4 separate regions of the Mus musculus genome follow, and regions 1, 3 and 4 are each linked to region 2. The links are chromatin contacts, called in public promoter capture Hi-C maps. All regions are on one chromosome and are shown on one strand. The core of a region is the stretch at or near the end of the contact, and the rest is flanking DNA. Distances in the headings are between cores, read along the strand shown. Region 1 holds the start of Zbtb2 (zinc finger and BTB domain containing 2). Region 2 holds the start of Ginm1 (glycoprotein integral membrane 1). Region 3 holds the start of Fbxo30 (F-box protein 30). Region 4 holds the start of Shprh (SNF2 histone linker PHD RING helicase).

Region 1 (5,699 bases), core at 1,800-4,299, 3.4 Mb before region 2:
CTCACAGATAGTGTCACTCCCTGGTGACTAAGCATTCAAATAGATGAGTCTATCAAGACCATTCTACTCAAGCCGCCACAAAGGACTTGGGAAATGAAAAATCTGGAAGTCACTGTACAGTTATATAATTTTACATAAAAAACCTCTACCAGCCGTTGTTCTATGATTAAGACATGTTGGAGTACTTCGGTGGGAGTTTTGCCCCCATTTATAGACACATTCTTACAAGTGAGCAAGGAGGCAGGAACCAGGGGACAAAGGTCTCTAATGCCTACTAGTGCGTCTTTCTGTCACACTTTCCACCTGTTTTTTTAAAAAAAATACGATGTTTTCAACAATTGGCCAGTTCCTTAGCTAGGAAAAAACAAAAAACATGGAATCCCAAGTTTACTAAATGAGAAACAATGTCATGCTTAAAAGAATTTACAGGCTGGAGAGATGGCTCAGTGGTTAAGAACACTGAATGGTCTTCTGAAGGTCCTGAGTTCAAATCCCACAACCACATGGTGGCTCACAACTACCCGTAATGAGATCTGGTGCCCTCTTCTGGTGTGTTCGAAGACAGCTACAGTGTACTTATGTGTGATATTAAATAAATCTTTAAAAAATTTACATTCTTAAAAATTATCAAGGTCTCAAATATCCTGACCAAACTAAAGCTGTTACTATGAATGTCCCCACCCCCAAATTTGATTTTTTTTTCTGTTTGTAAGAAACCATAATAATGAGAATTAAAATGTCCTAGGGTTTTTTTCTTCTTTGAACAGGGTTTGTAGTCCTGAAACTCATTCTGTAGACAAAGCTGGCTTCGAACTCAGAGATCTGCCTGCCTCTAAGACTAACACACTTGCAAAATGTATTCTAATTTCATGACTCTCAGAATAAAATGTTAGTTGTACAAATGCCTTGGTCTGGTGGTCAGGGTCTATACCGACAGTGTCAACCACGAAGGACACACAGACCATTTAGACACATTGAGTTCATCCCTTCCGATAGCCTCAAATCCATTCTCTCTCTCTCTCTCTCTCTCTCTCTCTCTCTCTCTCTCTCTCTCTCTCTCTCTCTCTCTCTCTCTCTCTTTTTGAGACAGGGTTTCTCTGTGTAGCCCTGGCTGTCCTGGAACTCACTTTGTAGACCAGGCTGGCTTCGAACTCAGAAATACGCCTGCCCCTGCCTCCCAAGTGCTGGAATCAAAGGCGTGCGCCATCACGCCCGGCAAATCAATTCTCTTTATGCCATATTTTATTAAAACAATACACCCTGAAGATGAATAAAATCTAGGCGCTCGCGCTAAGTGGGCCAAAGGTATTGTATGATGATGGTGGGAAAGAACAATACTGACTGGGAGAGAGACTCCCCGAGGTGTGATTAAGTTGTTCGAGAAGTTGGGTGGGAAGTTCTCGCAGCAAATAGCCTGTCAGGCACAAGATTTTTTCCTCTTACTGCTCGGCTGCGGGATCTAATTTGCAGGAGTCTTTATAACCCACTACCAGCTAAAAGCAACAGAAAGCTTGCACCCTACACAGCTTTCAATTGTGCATGCACTCTGATCTGTGAACGAACGGTCTGGGAGCTTGTGCTTAACGCCTGCAGCAACCCAAACCCCTAACTCCCCGGCACAGACTCTCCCAGCCTGGCCCAACAGGCAGAGGAGGGCGCGACCGCTCCGGCTGCAGCCCTAGGCAGCGAAGACCCGCCCAGGAGGCCTTGGCCCCGCCCCGCAAGGGAGGGGGCGGAGCGGGCGGAGCGGCGTCCGGGTCCGCCCCAGGGGCCCAGGGGAGGGGGAGCAACGCACTCTGGTCGCGCCGCTCGCTCGCTCGCTCGCCCCTCCCTTAGGCCCCGCACGCTCGCGCCCGCGCCCGCGCCCGCGCGCCCGCGCCCCGAGTCCCGCGGCGCCCAACACAATGCCGACGCCTACGCCTCGCGCGCGCACCGCCCCGGCCGGCGCCACGGCCCCGGCGCCAGGGGCGTGGTGGAGGGGCGGGAGGGGGGAGGGGAGGGGAGCAGCGCGCGCGAGAGCCTCAGACAGCGCGAGACCCGAGGCCGGAAGCGCGCGTGCGCGCCCCCGCCCGCGAGCGGGAGGCGGAGCCGTAGCAGTAGCGACAGCAGCTGTAGGAGCCGCTGCAGCTGGGAGACGCGCCAGAGAGGCCGGGCCTGCTCCGGTCCGACCGGATCCCTCCCCTCCCCCTCCCTGCTGCCTCCCCTCCCCCAAACCCACTTCCGCAGCTCGCGGCCTGGCCGCCGAGGCGGCGAAGACAACAACCCCGGCGGGAGGCGACGGCCGAGTACGCACCTGATGGGCCCACCTGGCGGGGCTCCGGCGCGGGACCGCTCACCGGCAGCCGCCCGCTCCGGACGCCCTTGGCCGCGGCGGGCAGCAGACACCGGCGACTAGGACCGGAACGCGGAGCGCCCCCTCCCCTTGCGCCCGCCCTCTCGGCTTCCGTCCCCTCCCCCTCCTGCGAAGCCCCGGATGGAGCGGCCGCGACTCGCCGCCGCCCGGCTGCCTGGATGGTTTTGTCAGGCGGCTAGGGCCCCGGCGCCTGGCGCCGTCGCCGCCCCCGCCCCGCCGGGGCCGCCCCCGCCCCGGCGCCCCGCGCGCTAGGGCCCGCCGCCTGCCTTCGCCGGGAGCCCCGGGACCGGGAGTCATTCGTCGCCTTTGTTGCCACGGCCGCTGCCGGAACCGTTTGCGAGCTCCGGCGGCTCCCGCCCCTCCCTGCTGCTTCCCGGAGCCCGGGCCGGGGGCGGCACGTGGGCCCCGGGACGCGGTGGCGGTGCGCGCTTACCTGTCGCCGGTGCGGGCGGCCGCGGCGGGGCGTGAGAGGGGAGGCAGAGCCGGGCGGCCTGGCCTAACTGTCCCCGCCGCCGCCTCTGCCCCGCGTTGCTGCTGCTGCTGCTGCTTGCTGCTGCCGCCGCGGTCGGTGTCTCCGGCGCGGCGGCGGGCGGCGGCGGCGGGGCTTTTCCTGTCCGGTTACGTTAAGGTCACATGACCGAGAGAGCGGAGCGACTAGTGCAAAGCGGCTGAGAGCGGCTCCCGCCGGGGGGGAGAGGCGGCGAGAGAGCAGTGGCGGCAAGAGCCCCTCCGCCCCCCCAGCCGCTCCCCTCCCCCCTGCCCGCCCGCCTCCGCCTCCTGCTGCTCTGCCGCCGTCGCCGCCGCCGCCGCCGCTGCTGCCGCCGCCTGCAGCTCGGCGCTGCGGCTTCCACCCAGCCTGGGCTCGCGGCCCCAGCCAAAGTTCTGCAAGCCATGTGCAGCTGAGGCGAGGAAACTTCTCAGCGGCCGGGCCCGGAGGCTGGCGGCCCGGCCCCCTTGTTTACAGAGTGTTTAGGTAGGACCAGTCCTGCCGCTGCAGACGGTCTTTTCAGGGGTGCAGAGGGAGACGCATGCCCGTTCTCCTGTCAAGAGATGCTTGACATCTCTTGGCTCTCTCTGCCTTTGTCCTTGGACTGCTCCGGGTTAGCTATTCGTCCGAAGATACGGAGTTGGGCTGTTGTTGATCGGTGCTGGCTGAAAGTCATACAGAAGTAGCTATCGTTGCATGTCCTGTGTTGCGAGGTCGAGGTGCTTGCTGCGTTGCATAGGCGACTTGTAGGCTAAGCTGTTTCCGTTAGGATTGAGTGGGATACTTCCCTGCGCGTTAAGCTTTGTGGTGCTTTGCGCTGTGTGCATTTGGACAGGACGATACTCTGGTTGACTTTTGGTCTCTTGAGGATCTAGTGGAGTAGAGTCAAGAGTTGCCATCCTGTGGGGTGTGTTAAAGGGAGATTCTGAAACAGGTAACATGGCGGGGGAATTGGAATGCCCTGATTGAACCTTCTTAAGGGTTTAAAGTTGACCTTTTATGTTTCCCTTTTGCTAGAAGTTGTGCTTCAGGTAGTACAGTTTTATCCCTTTTGCGTGCTTGAGTTAGTGGTTTACTTTACATAGCTTAGATTTTACGCTTGTTTGTAAATAAGTGCTGGCAGCTAACACTTGGCTTGCCAGCACAGAAGTCTGTAAGGACCTTGATGCCAAACCCGTTTGGTTTTGAAAGTCAGACTCCTAGCACAATGCTGTACACTGACTGTGCGTCCTAGAAACCTCGAGTGAGTGTGCTTAGCAATCCAGTTGTATGTACACCTACTGATGACTAATTTCTTCGAGGATGTAAACATCTGTGTAGCTGTAGTGTTGCCCAGTGTGAGTAACAGATCCCGTGGATACCTGCCTTGAACTTTCCTAGCCTTTGATCAGCTAGATGAATGGCTTGTAGAGTGCTTAAACGTCTGCGTCCACAAACGAGTCCTGACCGTGACCTGCGAGTTCTAGGGCATTATCAGTAAAACAGCAGTGCTGTCCTTCACACTGGAATGCTCTATTTCCTTTAGAAAGAGACCAACATGAATGTGATTTGTTGTGTAGAGAGAGTCATGGTTAAGGTTTTTAGGTTCTTCGTTCTTTCAAGTTGAGATTGTGGAGTTCTTTGTGAAGGTGGTTTGATGGAAGGACGTCTTTGAGACAGAATGTCAAAAGCTATGCAACTCTTGGCTGCTTTGGAACTTGTCACAATTCTATTTCCTTTGGGATGCTGGGATTAGATTATAAGGGTGTACCACATACCATCTCTCTGAGTCTTAAGGAATAGTTTGTCAGCACTTTGTAACAGTTTCACAGAAACAACCTGGTGGTAAGCTCTTACTCTGGTTCTAAAGACTTGTGCTAAGAGCACATATCCCTGTTCCCTCAGGACCTGCTGGAGCAATATGTTGTCTAGAGCATCTTGGTCTCCATAGGAGCTGCTGCTCAGATTGGAACTGGGCTGTTTTGCTGCTAGCTAGTTTGAAGTCATAGGCCAGCCTGCTTGACTCACCAGATGTGCAGGGTATTTGGGTTTTTAGTCCCCATTGTGGCTTAGTAGCTTAAGGGGACTGTATGGGCTCCGTGTGTTTTCTCCTACCGTGTCTAAGTGGAAGCGTTCACATGGGAAGGCTAGGGAAGAGCAGCCCTTGCAGAGAAGGATCAGTTAGTGCAGGCCAGGACAATGCCAAGGACACTCCTTCCCTCTCTAGGAAGTCTGCTTGACACAGAGTCATGCCTGCCCCAAGTTGGATAGAAACTTGTCAGTTTATTGCTGATTTGGTATTTTGAAAATACATCTAGTAAATTGGGAGCTCAAACTAGTTTTATTTTAAACAATACTAACAATCTGAGTGGATTTATCAGGAAAAAAAAGTTATGAGTATTCTGTGGAGTCTTGTATGTAGATTAAAGATTTGGTTTCTGTTGTGCAGAGATACTGCCATAAAACCAGGCATTTATTTGCATGTTTTGAAGAGAATAGTTCCAGTGTGACAGGGACAGTGAACAAAAAAATTAGTAGTTCAGTACTTACCCTTTAAACCCATGGTTTTGGTGAAAACTTGGTGAATTGTGTGTGCTAAGGTTGGAGGTAGAATTTCCTTTAGACATTGGTAAGAAAAGTTAACAGGAAGAGCTTGGTCATAAAGGTGACTAGAATCCAGTGCTGCCTTCCACTAGATGTCATGAAGGGTGTCCTGTTGAGTAACCTCTTAAATTAGGACAATGGTATGCTTTTGCATGTTGGACTTCAGAGTGTATGTGGCATGCCATGCCCTTTAGTGCTTTGAGATGGGGTCTTTCTGTATGGTCCTGAACGTCCTGGAATGGACTGTGTAGACCCAGCTGGCCTTGAACTTAGAGA
Region 2 (5,488 bases), core at 2,528-5,027:
TCAAATAAAATTATACAGCCCAACATAACACTATTCGATTCTTTAAATAACCAAAACCCTTGAGGTTTAAAGAGAAAAGCAGGGGCTTTTTAAAAGAGCACCTGCTGCTCTCGCAGAGGACCTGGGATCAGTCCTCAGAACCCACACAGTGGCTCACAACTGCCAACCACTCCCGTTCCAGAGGATCCAACATCCTCTCTGGCCTTCTTGGGTACCAAGTACACATATGGCACAGCTATGCATGCAGACCAAACACCATACACATAAAAAGAAATGAGTCTAAAAAGAAGAGCATTTTGTTGACAGATGAGTAAGAACAATAAAGGAGGAGCCGCACATACAATTAGTATCTATCTTCTACAACCAGGATGAATGAGAACTAGGGTTCTCCAGCTGGCTAGCCCACACCTATGCTAATCTACCACTTCTATGCTAGTTACACTTCTAACCTACCAGTAACTAAAGGCCAGTCCCAAGAAGGAATAAGTACACAGCATCTCAATAATCAACGAGTTTTAATGCCTTAGCTACTACTATAGAAACAATGTATCACTTTAAGGTCCCACTTCACATCAGAACTAATTTAATATTATTAAAGACACAGTAATGTTGGAAACAATTCAATAGTACTCACCTATCAAAGTCTGACAGCTTATTCGGGTTACACCACTATTTACAGGTAAGTCATTTACATATACCTGTCCACGCTCATAGGTTATGTTAAGAACAACCTTGAAATAAAGCAGCATATACATTAATTTCAATGGTTTATAAATGACCACAAACTCTTCATATCAAAAATACATCATCTAACTATGTGTGTAGCAGGTGTTATAGTTTGGCTCTGCCCCTCAAAGACCCATGTGTTGGAAGCTTGGTCTCTCTCCAAGTGGTGATGTTTGGGGGAAGGGAGCCCTCTAAGATACAAAGCTTAGTGGTAGATGTCTAATCCCTAGGACAATGTCTTCAAAGGCACTGTGGGATCCCAGTCTCTCTTATCTGGTATCTGGCAAAATAAATTTGTCCTCCTGTTAGCTCCTATCACTCTGGTACCATTTGCCATAAGACCAAAGACAACCAACACCAGCACTATGTCCTTGAGCCTCCATAACTAAGCTAAAAGCAAAACATCAAAAGCCCTTTTGGTTTTATTTAGGGCTTTTGTTTTGTTTGATTTGGTTTTTTTAATAAGTTATATATTTTTATTTTATTTGTATAGATGCTTTGCCTGCATGCGTGTCTGTGCACCGTGTGTGTAGTGCCTAAGAGGAAAACAGGGTGCTGCTTCCCTGGAAGTGAAGATACATGTTGAAGGCTAGGCTGATCTAAGGCTTTCCCTGAGGCCCTGATGTATAGCAAAAACATTCTTCTAAACTGTCTCTAACCCTTGAGCCTGCTTGGCAGAGTCAGTATGGCCTGGAGCCAGGACCTTGGGACAGCTACAGATTCTGATCTTTGAGAACCCAACACTTCCCACCCTAAGGGGCTACGTTGTGTGTCCCAACCCCATCCTCTGACACCCTTGAGATATCCAGTACCCTCCCCCCTTGTGTAGAACTGCTTGAATCACTTCCTGCTGACTTATTCCCACAGTATAGCAGACTTTTACTGACTCAGTACCATTTTTCCCATAAAACTACACACTAGACACTGTATATCTATCGTAAGCTTGCTTGACATAAGACATAGCTTATGCAAGCCCCCTGATCCCTACTTTTCTATCTTCTTTATCTTCTCATCCCCTCAGCAGCCTGTCACTGGAGAATGACCTGCTGGTCTAGGTCAGCTATAGATGGTTATAAACTGCCATTTGGGGACGTTGGGAATCCAACCTGGATCTTCTACAAGAGCAGTCACTGCTCTTAACCACTGAGCCATCCTTCCCGTCCTTGGTTTTGGGTTTCTTAAGACAGTCTCGCTACTTAAGAAGCACAGGCTGACTTTAATTTGAGGTAAGCCCTTTCTGCCTCAGCCTCCAAAGTGCTGGGATTACAGGAATGAAGTGCTACGCCTAGCCTCATATAGCCTGGCATAGATTTCATGTATTTATATGTAGTAGCCTGCCTTGGGCATTGCAATGTAATAACAGAAAATGGACTAATACAATCAGTAAAACTTTCTGGCTAAATATTATAGTAAAAATATAATCAAAAGAAGACAAACCTGTTCTTCAGACTCTTCCCCACTCTTGCTCAGGGTAGTTACATTGATTTGGATGCCATTCTACAAAACAAAGGTATAGGTTGGACAGATACTCACTTTACATATTGAAAATAAACTGACTGTGCGGGCAAGTTCAAATATTTCTTGGATTCAGAAGAGATGATGAAGAATCTCCAAAATTCTAAAAGAGAGGAAATAAGTCCATATCTCTATAACTTTACAATCACCCAGTATTTATTTGGTTTCCGGGTGCTTGTCCGCACAGTTGCTATTTTACCCAGAAGAAATTGCGGCTCAACTACAATTTCATATACAAGTGTGCTTGAGAGTTGCAAGGTTGTTGCTACTGCTTTGTGATTTCTGTATTCAAAAGAAGAGTTCTAGCATAATTCTAAAACATTATAAGCAGAATAAAGAGCTGGAGATGGCTCAAGAGTTATAAAAGCACTTGTTGCAAAACAGGACCATGGGAAACACTGAATCCACAAGGTTATCCTGTGACCTCCATTGGTGTAAGTTCCCGATCCAACACCACATATACACAACAAGTAAAGTTTTAAACATAAAAAGTGACATTTATCATGACAGTCACTTCTGTCTTTAGTGTGTTCCTACCACATAAGTTTCTTGTCATTTGGGGAAAACTCGAATTTTATAATCTCTAAACTTTCTCCTACTATACTGAAGAAGGCCAATGTGGCAACAAGAGTAAATCATGGGCTGGCATTTTGCAATGGCAGGGTTCTCACAGTAAGCCAGGAATCTGAAAGACTTGTGACCTTAGAGCGGTTGAATCTCGTTCCCCTGGGATGTTGAAGAAACTCATCTCCGACCCATCACGCAGGAAAGGACTGCTCCTCCCACCCACCCCACCCCCACGACCACACACACACACACACACACACACACACACACACACACACAAACACACATCCAATAAAAAGCCCATCCGGGAAGCGATAGACCTTCAGCCTCCCTCAGTCGCTAGCCCGAGTGGCCCCGAGACCAAGAAAGGCACTCCCTCCTGGTCGCGGCCGAGCAGACACAGGTGGCCTGGAAAATTGCTAATTGGGCAACACAAACATCTTCAGGGCCCAGGACCGGGCGCTAACCCAGGAAGGAGCCATTACAAACGACCGAAGTCACTAGCGATCACGCATTTTCGACAGCAAAACCTGGCAGGATCCGAACCGATTCGAGAGGCGCTAGGAAACTCAAGTTCGATGGCCGCAGTCTTGACCACACTTTCAAGGACGCCTGCACGCCTTCCTTGCGTTCCCTTTCGGGGGACCCACCCCACCCGGCATCCGGGAAAGCCCCCCCTTTCTCTCCCGGCGGCCAGACCCGGTCCAGCCCCGCACTCTCGGCTGTCCACCTGCGGGAGGGGGCAGCGTCACCCCGCCCGGGCTCCCGGAGGTCCAGGCAGAGGAGCGGCTTGTTGCGGACGCCCAGCCCTACCTGCGGGGCTGTGGACGGCGGCCTGGGCGCGTTGGTGGTCAGCCATCCCGCGGCTGGCAGCGCTATGAACAGCAACAACCGGACGGACAGCGGCGCCGACAGGCCGCCCTCCATCTTGGACAACACCGGCCCGGCGCGGCGGGAGGTGAGGGCGTGGCGGTCCGGGGCGGGGCGGGGCCTAGGGGAGGGGAGGGGCTGGGGGGCGGGACCGACCCCTCCCAAATGGGGCGGGTCGACCGAGCTGCTGGGGCTGCGCAGGCCTTTGACGTCTATGGGCGGAGCCAACTTTGTGAGCGTCCTCCGGGAGTTTGAGATGAGAAAGGGGTTTTCTCCAAACAAGTGCAATTCTTTACGAAGCCTTTACTTTTGGAGTGTGATTTTGTTTTCTCTTTCGAAACAGGATCTCGAAACAGTAGCCTAGGCTAGCTTTGAACTACTTACTGATCCTGCTGGAATTACAGAAGTGTGCCACCCTCTCACCTCAACCTTGATGGTACTTTTTCATTAGTATCAATATGTCGATATACTTACAAAAAAATGAAACAACTAGTGTCTTATAAAATGTCAGGAATGATAAATAAAAATTTAGCACTTGGAGAGGTACCCGCTTTTTCACTGGCTCTCACTATGCAGCTCCAGAACCCTCTATCTACACCAAGCTGACATTCAACTTGTGACAATTCTCCTGCCTCTGCCTCCTGAGTGTTGAGATTACAGGCAAACACCACCATTCCTACTGACTCATAAATTGCCACCTCTGGCTACAGGTGAGACTTTTGTTTGTTTGTTTTGTTTTTGTTTTTCGAGACAGGGTTTCTCTGTATAGCCCTGGCTGTCCTGGAACTCACTTTGTAGAGCAGGCTGGCCTCGAACTCAGAAATCCACCTGCCTCTGCCTCCCACGTGCTGGGATTAAAGGCGTGCGCCACCACTGCCCGGCCAGGTGAGACTTTAAAAAGTTTATGAAGTACTGGGCCTCCGTACAGCCCCAAGTATCTGATTCGATTAGATTGCACTAGAGCTGGGAAAGTGATAATTTGTCATGGGTCAGGGCTGAGGACCTGGCCCTTACCTTAAATGTCCCACTGTACTTTTGGCGTCGAGAGAAAATGCCACCAAATGAAGCCCGGTTCACATGTCTCCACATTCTGCTCCATTACTTTCCTAACCTATGAAATGAAGGTGTAGACCTTTCTTTAACCTGTTAATTTTTAAAATTTTATGTAAATGAGTTGTAAACCACCATGTGGGTGCTGAGAATCAAACCCCAGTCCTTTGTAAGAGCAATAAGGGGCCTTAACCGCTGAGCCGCCTTTCCAAACCCTTTTTCTAACCCTTTAGCTTGTATTTATTGTGGAGCAAGGTGTCATGTGGACGTGAGAGGACAACATCCGGGGGCCAGTTCTCCGCTTCTGCCATGTGGCTTACGGGGATCCAACTCAGGTCGTGAGGCCAGCTGGAAAACAATTCTGTCCTAATCGCACTGAACTTCAGGGAGGGGCTGGAGCATATTGGCTGGGGAAGAGTAGGAGACCGGACCCCAGCCAGGAGGTTACTGAGAAGCCCTCAGCCGTGGTGATTTCCCACCATTGCCCTGGGGTCCCCACACTTCTGTTACTAACCCCTCACATGAGTAAGCCCAATAAACCCAAGGACTTCCTGGGCGAATGCTGGTGGGATTATATTTTGGTTTGTCATAGACCTTAGAAGTAGGGGTAGATGCTCACAGCTCCCCCGGGGAAGGAGTTTTCTTAATACAGGATTGCATACCGATTGACACGTAGTTGTATGTATGGCCTGTTAGGTAGAATAAGAAATTTATTTAGGGGGCTGGTCAGATGGCTCAGTGGTTAAGAGCACCAACTGCT
Region 3 (5,204 bases), core at 368-2,867, 3.5 Mb after region 2:
TTATAGCATCCCACCATGAAATTGACCTCTAGAAAAAAAATAGGGTACGTATTCTTCCTAAGCCGATGCAAGACTAATTTAAGAACGTGGTAGGGGGGTTGTGCTCCTCTCTTTAAAGAGAGCAGACAGGTCAAACCTGCTACTGCTTATTTGTTTATTTTAAATTGCCAAAGTACCTGTTGCTTTCTGGGTGGCTAAGCCACATAAATGGTAGTTTTGTTCCACAAGTCTAGCCCAAAGTCCACATATACTTCCGAGGACATCTTTGAAGACCTTTGATTCCTGGTAGTCTCTGGTTGCCACTTATGGAAGAGCAGAGGCTTCTGTTTGCCCTGACTCCTACTCAGCTTGAGGTGGGAGATGACCTAGTGTCAACTAGGTGATTTAGAGAGGCAGAAAGCCCCAAAGTACAATCAATCAGTATGGGAATGTTGAAGCTGTAGAGAGCCTTTGGGATTCCCTGCCGCAGTCCCCTTATTTTGCGGAAGGGGATGTAATGGAAGGATGTGTGACTCAATCGCGACCACCTGTCATGCACAAGCAACTCTCCCACCATTTCATCTGTCTGCTTCACTTTTCTTACCTGGCCCCTTTGGGTCTCACGCTCTGGGCTGACCGAAAAGCGCCTACCTCCTACAGCCAAAGCAGGCAAAAAAAAAAAAAAAAAAAAAAAAAAAAAAAAATACAGCGTCCTAAGCACCCCACATATAAGCACTAAATATTTCAAAAATCTGAATGTCTTCATTAAACCAAACCAAACCCCTGACCTTTACAGTGTGCTCAGTCTTAAGCTCCCCAGGGTTTTGTGTAGTTGTATGAAAGTGCTGGTTTTTAAGGTGAAGGACGGTGACTCTCGTGAGCCACCGTTTCCAACAGCTGGGGAGTAAAACTGCAGTCACCAGAACGGCCACCCAAGGGGGTTTTCTCACCTCCGCCCCTCCGCCAGCCAGGGCCAAGGCTCCTTCACGGTGGCTTTGAGGTGGGAGTTGGCAGGAGGCCTCCAGACGGGGTGGGCGTCGGTGACATCACCGTCCCTCAGCCTCACGCCCGGGCCTGGCGGTAGTAACGGGGACGCCTACACGCGGGGTGTGTAGCCCTGGATGGCCACGGGAAAGCTCCGGCCCTAAGACGTTTCCCAGAAGCCGCGCCGCGCCCTCTGGAGGCCGCGTGGCTCGCCCCACCGAAGCCGCCCGCCGCGGGCTGACGAGCAGCAGAGCCCTTACAAGGGGAAACGGGTCACAGAGCAGAGCGGTCACCGAGTCACAGGGCTCGGGCACGTGAGGTGGTGGCAGTTACCACCGACAACGGGGGCTGACCTATTTCCTGCGAGTGCGCGCTAGGAGGACGGGTCGCGCTCCTGGGCCTGCGTCCTCCACAGTGCCACAGGGGCTCGGAGAGTCCTTCCAAAAACAAACAAAAAGCAAAGGCGCGAAAGGCGGACCCGGCAGGGAGCACCAAGGGAGAGGCTGCCCCGTGGGTTCTCTGCGCTCGGCCTGACCGGCACAGGACAGCGTGCGCATCCTCGCCCGCTGTGCGTGCGCGTGCCCGCTCACCCGCTGCCGGGCCGGGGGGCGGGGCGCAGCGGGGCGGGGCGGGGCGCGCGAGGAGGGCGGTGGCGGTTGGAGGCCGAGGAGAAAAGGCGGCGGTCCGGGCAGGGCGGAGGCGCAGAGGATTGGGACGGGACGGGCCCCGTGCGTGGTCCGGTCCGGTGCGGGGACGCTGCGGAGCCGCCGGGCGCTAAGGCCAGAGAAGCCAGGGTTTGAGCGGCGCTTCGGCCCGCGCGGGCTGGTGAGTGTGGCGAGGCCGCGGGAGGCTGGCGCGGGGACGCGGGCGGGCGGGCGGGCAGCGGCCCGGACGGCGCGGGCCCCGGGGGCGGCGGGGCCGGTGGAGTCGGCGCAGTTCAGAGGCTTCCGTCCGGCTGGCCCCGTCCGGGTCGCGCCCGGCCGCCCGTGTGGCCTGCCCTTGAGGCTCCCGGCAAATGGCGCCCCGACCCCCGGGGACGCGGAACCGGGTGAGACCCCCACCTCCGCCCCCACCCCCACTGAGCGCAGAGGAGCCCCGGGGGACCCCGGAATGCGTGGCTCGCACCCTCTGCCTCGTAGGGACTTGAGGAGTTTGGGCGCAAACGGGTTAAAGGACGGCGAGGCATCTCCAAGTGTCTCCGCGGGATAAGCGAAGTTGGTAACTTTTCCATTCATGGAAGTGAGAGGCGCGGAGGCTTAGCTGTGGCCCTGGTTAAAGCGAGACTTAGGGATCACCCCCCCCCCCCCCAAGTTCCTGGGTTCCAGCTCGTGGAGTCCCAGATTGGAAGCAGGACAGGGAACGCACGGCGGATTCAAAGTCACTCGGGGATTACATTTTAACCTCGACGGAGGCCTGTGTTTGCCGCGTTTCTCCTGCTCCCCTCTCCCTTCTTTGAGTCCCGTGGTAAATCCCGGATAAAATAGATGCTTGGGAAGGAATTGACCTTTTCTTCCATGATTGCTTTGTTGACTGTGATCCAAGATGAAGTTATTTACGGGCATTCTGGTATCAAAGAGGGTTAACGTTTTTAAAACGAAGTCTCAAAAAGTTTCTGAGGTTCTTTTTTTTATTTGTTCCCTGCTAAATTTCAGGCAAAGTAAGTTACATTAACACGCTCTGCACGCTTTTATGTTAGTTTTCCCAAACAATCCTGTGTTGACTGACAAAGAGACAAAGGATACCATGAAGTATCCCTGTTTGATTTTTCTAAAGCATACAGTTTCGTTGAATCACTCTTCTTTATGCTTAGTCACTGTTTCTTGCTGTAGTAGTTTAGTTGAGGACAACATGTTTTGCTAACTTCTTAGATCACCAGTTTATACCCGATACTTAACATAGGGACATAAGCTTTTGTGTGTGTGTGTGTGTGATTCTAGAAATAGTAGGTGTTTTATGAATGATATAAGAAAACTGGAACTCTAATATTTCTGAATGTTTAGATTTAGGTTTAAAGGGTTTTTTGTTTATTTTTTGTCTTAAAATATAAAATACTTAAATAAAATATTCTTTTAAAAGTAATATTGCATAAAATAATTGCTAACACTTCCCATATGGCTTGAGAGGTGCTTTAAGGGCAGACAAACAGGCTTTAGTTAATGTGTTTACTGTTTGATATAGCATGTTTCTAAAATCTAACGCTTGGATAATCTTCTAAATAAGATTTTAAAACTGCTGTTTATTTAATAAAAGGAATTACTCTTGCTGGGCATTTTCCTGGAGAATATTTTTGCATTTATGTATTCAGTGATAAGAATTGTAAGTTTAAAAGGCTGAATAAATATTACATTTCATATTAGTTACGATGGGATAGAAGAGGGTCAGCTTGAAGTAGTTCCTATATGAATAGGAAAATGTTAGTCTGAATACACCTCCCTCAAAATGTGGGTTTTTTTTTTTTTTTAAACAAAATAGGTTGGGTTTTTTGTTTTTGTTTTTTGTTTTTTTTTGGTTTGTCTTTTTTTTTTTTTTTTTTTTTTTTTAACAGAATGGTTAATGTTAGCACTGGGTAGAGTGGTTCCTCATATAACAGTAAACTTTATAAATTTAAGTAACATTTAAAAGTAGTTGTATATAAATCTGGCTATTGTGTAAAGCAGAGTGACTCCATTTGTGAGTAACTATATTTACTGTTGAACACAGAAATAACTGTAATAAACTTTCAGAAATTCAGTATTGCTTTCTAGGTCCAATAATTGCCTCAAAGTCAAAAGCTGAGGCTTCCTGGAAGCCTCTTCTTGCCATCTTAGACTGAGTCCTTCCTGCCGCTTGACTAGATCTGGTTCCATCTATGTATTCATTTAAATAGGTTCTCATCTGAGTATCATTTAATTTCTGATCCAAGTCCATGATTTTTTTTTCATTTGTGTATTTAGGGGAGAAAATTGTGAGTAGTTAAAACTTTTATTTAAAAATTTTTAACCATGACCAGGTTTAGAAATGACAGCTGTTTGTTTTGATTATATTACATCTGGAGGGATAAGAACATGAACATAAATTTCCATCTCGTTAGCTCATTTTTATATAAAACCAGAAGCAAAGTTTAATAAAATAATTAGAATATAACTTGTTTAGCCATGTGCCTGGTTAGCCTCAGTTGTCAAGTTGACAAAACCTTGAGTCTGAGAGAAGAAGCCTCAATTGAGGAATTGCCTAGGTCATTCTGGCCTGTGAGGCTGTCGGTGCTGGACTGTCTTTAATTGATGTAGGAGGACCTAGCCCTCTGTGGGCAGTCCCATCCCTAGGTAGATGGCCCTGGACTATTTAGGAAAGCTAGCTGAGCATCGGACAGTGAGCAAGCAAAAAAGCAGCATTCCCTCATGGCTTCTGCTCGAGTTCCTACCGCCTGCTCTGGATGCACTGTGACCTGGGAGTGTCAGCAGAAGCAGACCTTTTCCTCCCTGTACTTGTTTTTGGTCCCCGTGTTTTATGTATTGCCTCAGCAGTATAATGAAGGTAGAAAATCAGTGGATTGGGTGTGTGTGCACCATGAGTTGGGGATTTGGTGGGAATTTTAATTTTCCTCATGTGGAGTGGTGAGGCTTTGACCATTCTCTGTTTGTTGTGCTTTGTTTTTACTGTGCTCAATGCAGAATCCAAGCCCTTGCATCTGGTAGGCAAGTGCTCTACTGCTGAGCTCCCTGTCTGGCCTCCACCACCATCACCATCCTTTAAAAGCAGATAAAATAACTGAGGTATAGATTTGTTAACTTCAAAACTAAATGCACCTATTTGATTAGTGGGTCAGCAAGTACTTCTGTTTATTACGTACTAGTACCTCTGACTATACAAAAGATAAGATTTTTCTTAGACAAATTAGACAAGACTGCTTCCATATCAGCCTTACATTAGAACATGTTAGTAGAATTGTTTCCCTAATAACACACACATGTGATGCTAAGCAAAGGCTACGCTGATGCCACTTCAGACTTTGAGGTCATTTTTCTTCACGCCCTGCTCAGGCCCCTGCACGTGTACAGGCATCAACCAATACCTTTCTTTTCAAACCTAGAGCTTTTCCCTATATTCAGTTCTCTAAGGTTGGTTTTTGTTTTTGTTTTTTATTTGAAGGTCAAAATTGAAGTTACTGTTTGATTTATTTTTTCTTTGATTGGCTTTTATGAAATGTTAGGTTTTATAGTCGTATAAGATGCCTGGGACATATTAGGTGATGCTTAATGTTT
Region 4 (5,291 bases), core at 1,610-4,109, 3.4 Mb after region 2:
GGTTTTATTTCCCCATGTTTTGGGGGGAGGTCTTGCTTAGGAAAATTACAACCTTGCCAATTTAGTGTAAGGTTTTAGTGTACTGTGTTTTCTCCCAGTAGAAAACTTGCTTAAAGTTAACTCCAAGGAGTTTAAATCTAAGATGAGGTGTTATGGTATGCAGATATGATTGGTATAATCAAATACTACTGTTGTTCAGTATTTCAGGCTGGTAGACATTTAATCTCATTTAAGAACCTACTGAGGAGCCCAGAAACTTGGCAGGGCCTAAAAGAAATAGAGCTAATATTTAATTTTGCTATGTCTCCCGGGAACTGACTTAACACACTGGTGGTAGAGTCAGCATGCACTGTTATTCTGCAGGATGGTGGCTTTGTAAAGGCTCTTCCATTCCCTGCCAAGCAGCAGTTTCCACCAACATACTGTTTCAAAGCCTTTGGGGTATCATATTCACTCTCAAAGTGTTATGCCATTATTTTTGTAATTATAAATGTCATGCTTGAGGCCTTTAGAAAAGATTAAGAATATTTTACTTGTAGCTATCAAATTAGCATCACAAATATTCTTTCACAGGTATCAAAAATTCATCTGCAATACTCCCATTGCTTAAAGTTCTGAGGTAGTTGGGAAAACATGCCTTAGGAGGCGGCTTAGGGTTTCCGTTCCTGTGAAGAGATACTATGACCAAGACAACATTTACAAGGTAAACATTTAATTGGGGCTGGCTTACAGGTTCAGCGGTTCAGTACATTATCATCATAGTAGGAAGCCTGATAGTGTTCAGACAGGCATGGTGCTGGAGAAGGAGCTGAGAGCTCTACATCTTAATTAGAAGGCAGCCACCAGAGACTGTGTCTTGCAGGAGGCAGAGCTTGAGCGCTAGCAGATGGTTTGCTCATGTGGCTTATGGGGGGAAAAGCATCCTTGTAACCTAAAAGTATAAACTGAAACAGTAAATGATGGAGAAGAAACTGTAAAGCTTTATCAGGAGAAAGAGAGCTAAGATTGGTTATGGGGTGGGAAGGCAGAGCAGTACAGAGTAAGCAAACCTCTTATGGAAGAACATGGCCTATAGGACTTCCACAGCTAAGGAGAAATCGGTGAGTGGCTTTAAACTTTAATTACAGGATGACTTTCTTCTGGGGAAATAATTCAACTGTTGACTTTAGGTTGGAGGTAAATACTAAAGCTGTAAAGGTTCTGTGGCTCTTAAAAAGTGTATTGCACGTCCCCCTTGATGGCAGATTATCTGCTTAATAAGTGTTTTCACCGAATATTTTGAGCTCATTGTTGAGATACACTGCTCAGAAAATTAAAAATATATACATTATTTTCAAATTATTGCTTCTAGGTTAATGTACCTAGTTACCCCAAAGCTTCAGTGCAGGTGTCTAGTGAGATTGATATTCTTTTCATGGCCATGGAGCAAGGAGTCACTTTGGTTGTTACATCTTTTTGTTTAAGAAATACATTCTAGGGAGATAGCGGAGAGTGAGCTCAGAGGTTATGAGATCACTCTTCTCTTGCACAAGATCTGAGTTCAGCTCTGAGCACCCATATTGTGTGGCTCAGCCTTGTCGGATAGAGTAGTGATCTCTTTCTTTGCAAACCAGAACTTGTGTTTATTTTTAACACGTTTCTATAGGTGCCTCCTCTTCTGCCAGCCAGGAGCTTGACTGAGCAGCCATCAGCTTCAAAGCAAATCCTCTATCAAGAGAAAGGTACTGTGCTGAGAATTCAGTCAAAATATTTAAACATTTTGATATTTATACTCTGTTTAGACATGATGTATACTTACTGGACCACAACACAGAAACCAGAAAAAAAAATTAAAATTTTCTTAATTGCAATATTTATCACTATGGACTGGATCCAAGCCTAGCTTAGACATGATACAACACACCTGTATTGTTTCCAAACAAGGCAGCTGAGTTATATGAAAAGTGGGGATTCACGTGTAAGATCTGAGTGTGTCCAATAAGTCGGTTCTCCTGTCTGTACTATCATTAGATTATTTACCATCTACTAGGTGGTAAGACACAGTATTTTCATGAACAGATGTCTCACAACAGGGAATTTCCAGAAAGCCAAATAACAAGCGAACCTTTTCCTCCCCTGGAATTAGCTCTGGTGATTACAAAACAACCAAACAAACAAACAAAAAAAAAAATTACTCCACAGAAAAAAATTCGAAGGACATACAAAGCACTTGGTAAACACACTATTGAAATCCTCAGAGGAGAGACTTTTATGTCTACTGAAGATAGAATTCTCCCTTTGGAAAAGATACTGGGAGGCCTGCTTCAGCATAGCTGTATAATTTTTTTTCTCTTAAAACGTTTAAACATTTAAAGCCTTAGTAATTTTCTTGGCAAGAATAAATTTCTCTCTGGCTTCATTTTTCTCAGTTCCTTTTGAAGACATCGTCTCTGCCTTTTTTTTTTTTTTTTTTTTTTTTCCTTAGCAGATCGAATTCTTTTGGTTTAGTGGATTAATTGTATATTTGTTTGGGTATTATAATTGCTCAGCATCGTGAATTCCGTTTTATGTAACTTTCTGCCTTTTTATGAAAACCACAACTCACATCAAGCCTACCGCTCTGGCAAAGAGCCCCGCCCTCTCTGGCAAGAGGTCCCGCCCCTTCTTTCGGGCCCCGCCCATCCTGCATTTGCTAAAGCCACGGGAGGCGGGGAAAAGAGAGAGGCACAACCACCGCGAGACTTAAACCGTCTTCTACCGGGACCTCAGGGACGGGACATGCGCAGAGGTGCTTTTTGAAGCCAACACCGGAAAGAGGGGCGGAGCGTCCCGACTGGTCCTGCGCGTTCGCCTGGAGCGAGCGCTCCTGCTGGCCTCCTCAGCTGGCGCTGGCGGCTTCCGGCCTGGGTGCCAGGCTTCACCCAGCGTGCAGCGCGCATGCGCAACTCCCGCAGGTGAGTGTGGCGACTGTGGGCCCGGGATCTGCAGCCTGCGAGGAGGGCCGGGCCCGGCGACAGGTGCCTGCAGAGCGGCTGAGGTAGGTGAGGGTGCGTGCGGGCTCTGGGGTTAGAGTCGCGGCGGAGGGAGGCTGGCTCTGCGCGTCAGGGAAACTCCGAGGGCTCCTGCGCAGCTCCGGGATCCGGAGTGATCGGCCCTGCGAGGCCCCGCGGCTCGGCCCCAGCCCGGACGTGGGCCGAGCCCTTCTCGCGTGGGACGGGTGCTTGCTGCCCACGCTTGCGTGCTGAGGCCCTGTCACGAGCTGTCCCTCCGGCTCCTTCTTCGAGGATAACTTGCCTTGCAGGCTGGCGGTGCGTGGGACGACAGGTAGCTGGGAGGGATGCAGAGGCCGCCAAGTTAGGCTGGCAAACTCTCAAGCATTACAGTCGCCTGCAGAAGCGCCCTGGCTCCTGTGCATTGTGTGCACTTTGACGCTGCAGGTAGCGCTAGGTTGGTGAACGAAGATGTTGGTTTCTGGTTAAGGTACCCTGTGGGAGGAACGGTATTGTTTACAGTCTTGCCTTTTCACCGTGGTGCCTTTTAATCCACTTGGCTTGAATTTATCATGGCAAGTCTATGTTTTTCTCCTACGTGTTTGCCTTTGCTCCTGTATTTGCCTAGGTCCCATGATCGCTAACACCACTTTATTCTTTGTCTAAGCTTTTACTCTTTGTCTCAGTTAGGGTTTTACTCCCGTGAATAGACACCATGACCAAGGCAAGTCTTATAAAGGATGACATTTAATTGGCACTGGCTTACAGGTTCTGAGGTTCAGTCCATTGTCATCAAGGTGGGAGCATGGCAGCATCCAGGCAGGCATGGTGCAGAAGATGCTTAGAACTCCACATCTTCATCTGAAGCCTGCTAGCAGAATACTGGCTTCCAGGCAGCTCTTGCAGTCACACACTTACTGCAACAAGGCCACACCTATTCCAATTGGTCCAAACCTTTGAATAGTGATACTCCCTGCCAATCACACTGTTAATCCATAAAACTAGTGTGTGTGTGTGTGTGTGTGTGTGTGTGTGTGTGTTCTTCCCTCCTCTGTATAAGGATCGATCGAAGTTTTGTTAACGCTTTGGGATTGTCAAGCTCATTGGAATTAAAAGAGCAGTGGTGTGGGGTTAAATACAACTAACATGTGAGACAGGCATTTATTTCTGATGTAGTGAGAGGTTTGTCTTCCTAGTTGTTGGCCATCAAGTATAGTATTATAATTTGTCTTCTTTAATGGGATTGTTTCTTAACTGAAAATTTCTACCAAACATGAGTGAAACTGTCACAGCATTTGATACATGAGATCATGGTTAAAGTGTTTCTTACCTGTTAGTTTTGTCCTTGAGGTGACCAATTACCAATCCCTTCTGATGGGAAGACACAGTGGGGTGTTCTTGTTGCAGCAGCTTGGTCACACCTTGTTGCTCACACCTGGGTAGATAAGAAAACAGACAGGATAGGAAACAAGACTGGTCCCCCAGGCTCAGCAACCAGCATCGGACTCCCTACTCCTAGGCCCCATCTCAGTTCTGACATGTAATCTGTGAGGAGCTTTTATAGCCAAAGCACAGCAGCTATTACTTGACTTAAGTCTTCTTATCAATTTACCTATTTTGAAGAGTTCACATTATATAACAGACTTAAGTTTTGTGTAAGGGCTACTGAGGAATGTGCCTAGTATCACAGGGTTATTGTTAAGATAAGGAACTGGGTTAGGATGTGCTTCATGAAATGAGGATATTTTCACTGTGAATGAAAGTCAGAGTCTTGTGTGTGAGAGTCCTAGAAAATATCCAGTAGAGGAGTGAGGCCCAGCCTAGGTTTGTGCACATTAGGGCTGTAAGCCTGAATATTGCAATGTTTATGTTTTTGTTTGGAACTATTTCCTCATAAAAGATATATCACCTCAGTGTTGGTAACCTTCACAGCAGATGTACATTGTTAATTTTCCTGGAGTCTAGATTTGCAGTTAGCCAGAGGCTTTAACCAGACTTGACTGTATGGACTCTATTCTCTTAGTTTTCCTGTCTTTATCCTGCCTCACACCAACTATTCCATTTGTCATTTAGAATTCACATTTACTTATCAAGAAAGTGGAAGCGTGAAAATGAGCAGCCGAAGGAAACGTGCTCCCCCGATGAAGGTCGATGAAGAAAGGCAACAGCAGCTTCACTGGAACATGCATGAGGACCTGAGGAGTGAGCCGCTCACCATGACGGTCGGGGAACAGGCCTGTTCAGATGCAGACTCTTCTTCTGATTGCATCATCATCGATGAAGGCCCTCCTGAGAGTGCACTTCACAGAGATAAGAAGAGGC

The links. Promoter capture Hi-C pulls out the DNA fragments that hold promoters and counts their contacts.
Region 1: a promoter capture Hi-C map of pre-B cells shows a contact between it and region 2, with 4 times the contacts expected there. The contact joins the promoter of Zbtb2 here to the promoter of Ginm1 in region 2. A contact is called at or near these places in 2 of 39 promoter capture datasets (cranial neural crest and pre-B cells).
Region 3: a contact with region 2 is called in a promoter capture Hi-C map of liver, with 7 times the contacts expected there. The contact joins the promoter of Fbxo30 here to the promoter of Ginm1 in region 2. A contact is called at or near these places in 2 of 39 promoter capture datasets (liver and pre-B cells).
Region 4: a promoter capture Hi-C map of pre-B cells shows a contact between it and region 2. The contact joins the promoter of Shprh here to the promoter of Ginm1 in region 2. A contact is called at or near these places in 2 of 39 promoter capture datasets (liver and pre-B cells).

The regions. Positions count from the first base shown.
Region 1 is chr10:4,385,059-4,390,757 of GRCm38.p6, forward strand. It overlaps Zbtb2 (zinc finger and BTB domain containing 2), which reads right to left and starts at 3,050. Exons shown (of 3, transcript NM_001033466.3): 1 at 2,787-3,050.
Region 2 is chr10:7,777,140-7,782,627 of GRCm38.p6, forward strand. Ginm1 (glycoprotein integral membrane 1) reads right to left here and starts at 3,778. Exons shown (of 8, transcript NM_001346750.1): 1 at 3,622-3,778; 2 at 2,164-2,223; 3 at 635-731. The coding sequence starts at 3,735.
Region 3 is chr10:11,279,713-11,284,916 of GRCm38.p6, forward strand. Fbxo30 (F-box protein 30) reads left to right here and starts at 1,618. Exons shown (of 3, transcript NM_027968.3): 1 at 1,618-1,788.
Region 4 is chr10:11,146,571-11,151,861 of GRCm38.p6, forward strand. Shprh (SNF2 histone linker PHD RING helicase) reads left to right here and starts at 2,860. Exons shown (of 30, transcript NM_001077707.1): 1 at 2,860-3,016; 2 at 5,043-5,291. The coding sequence starts at 5,081.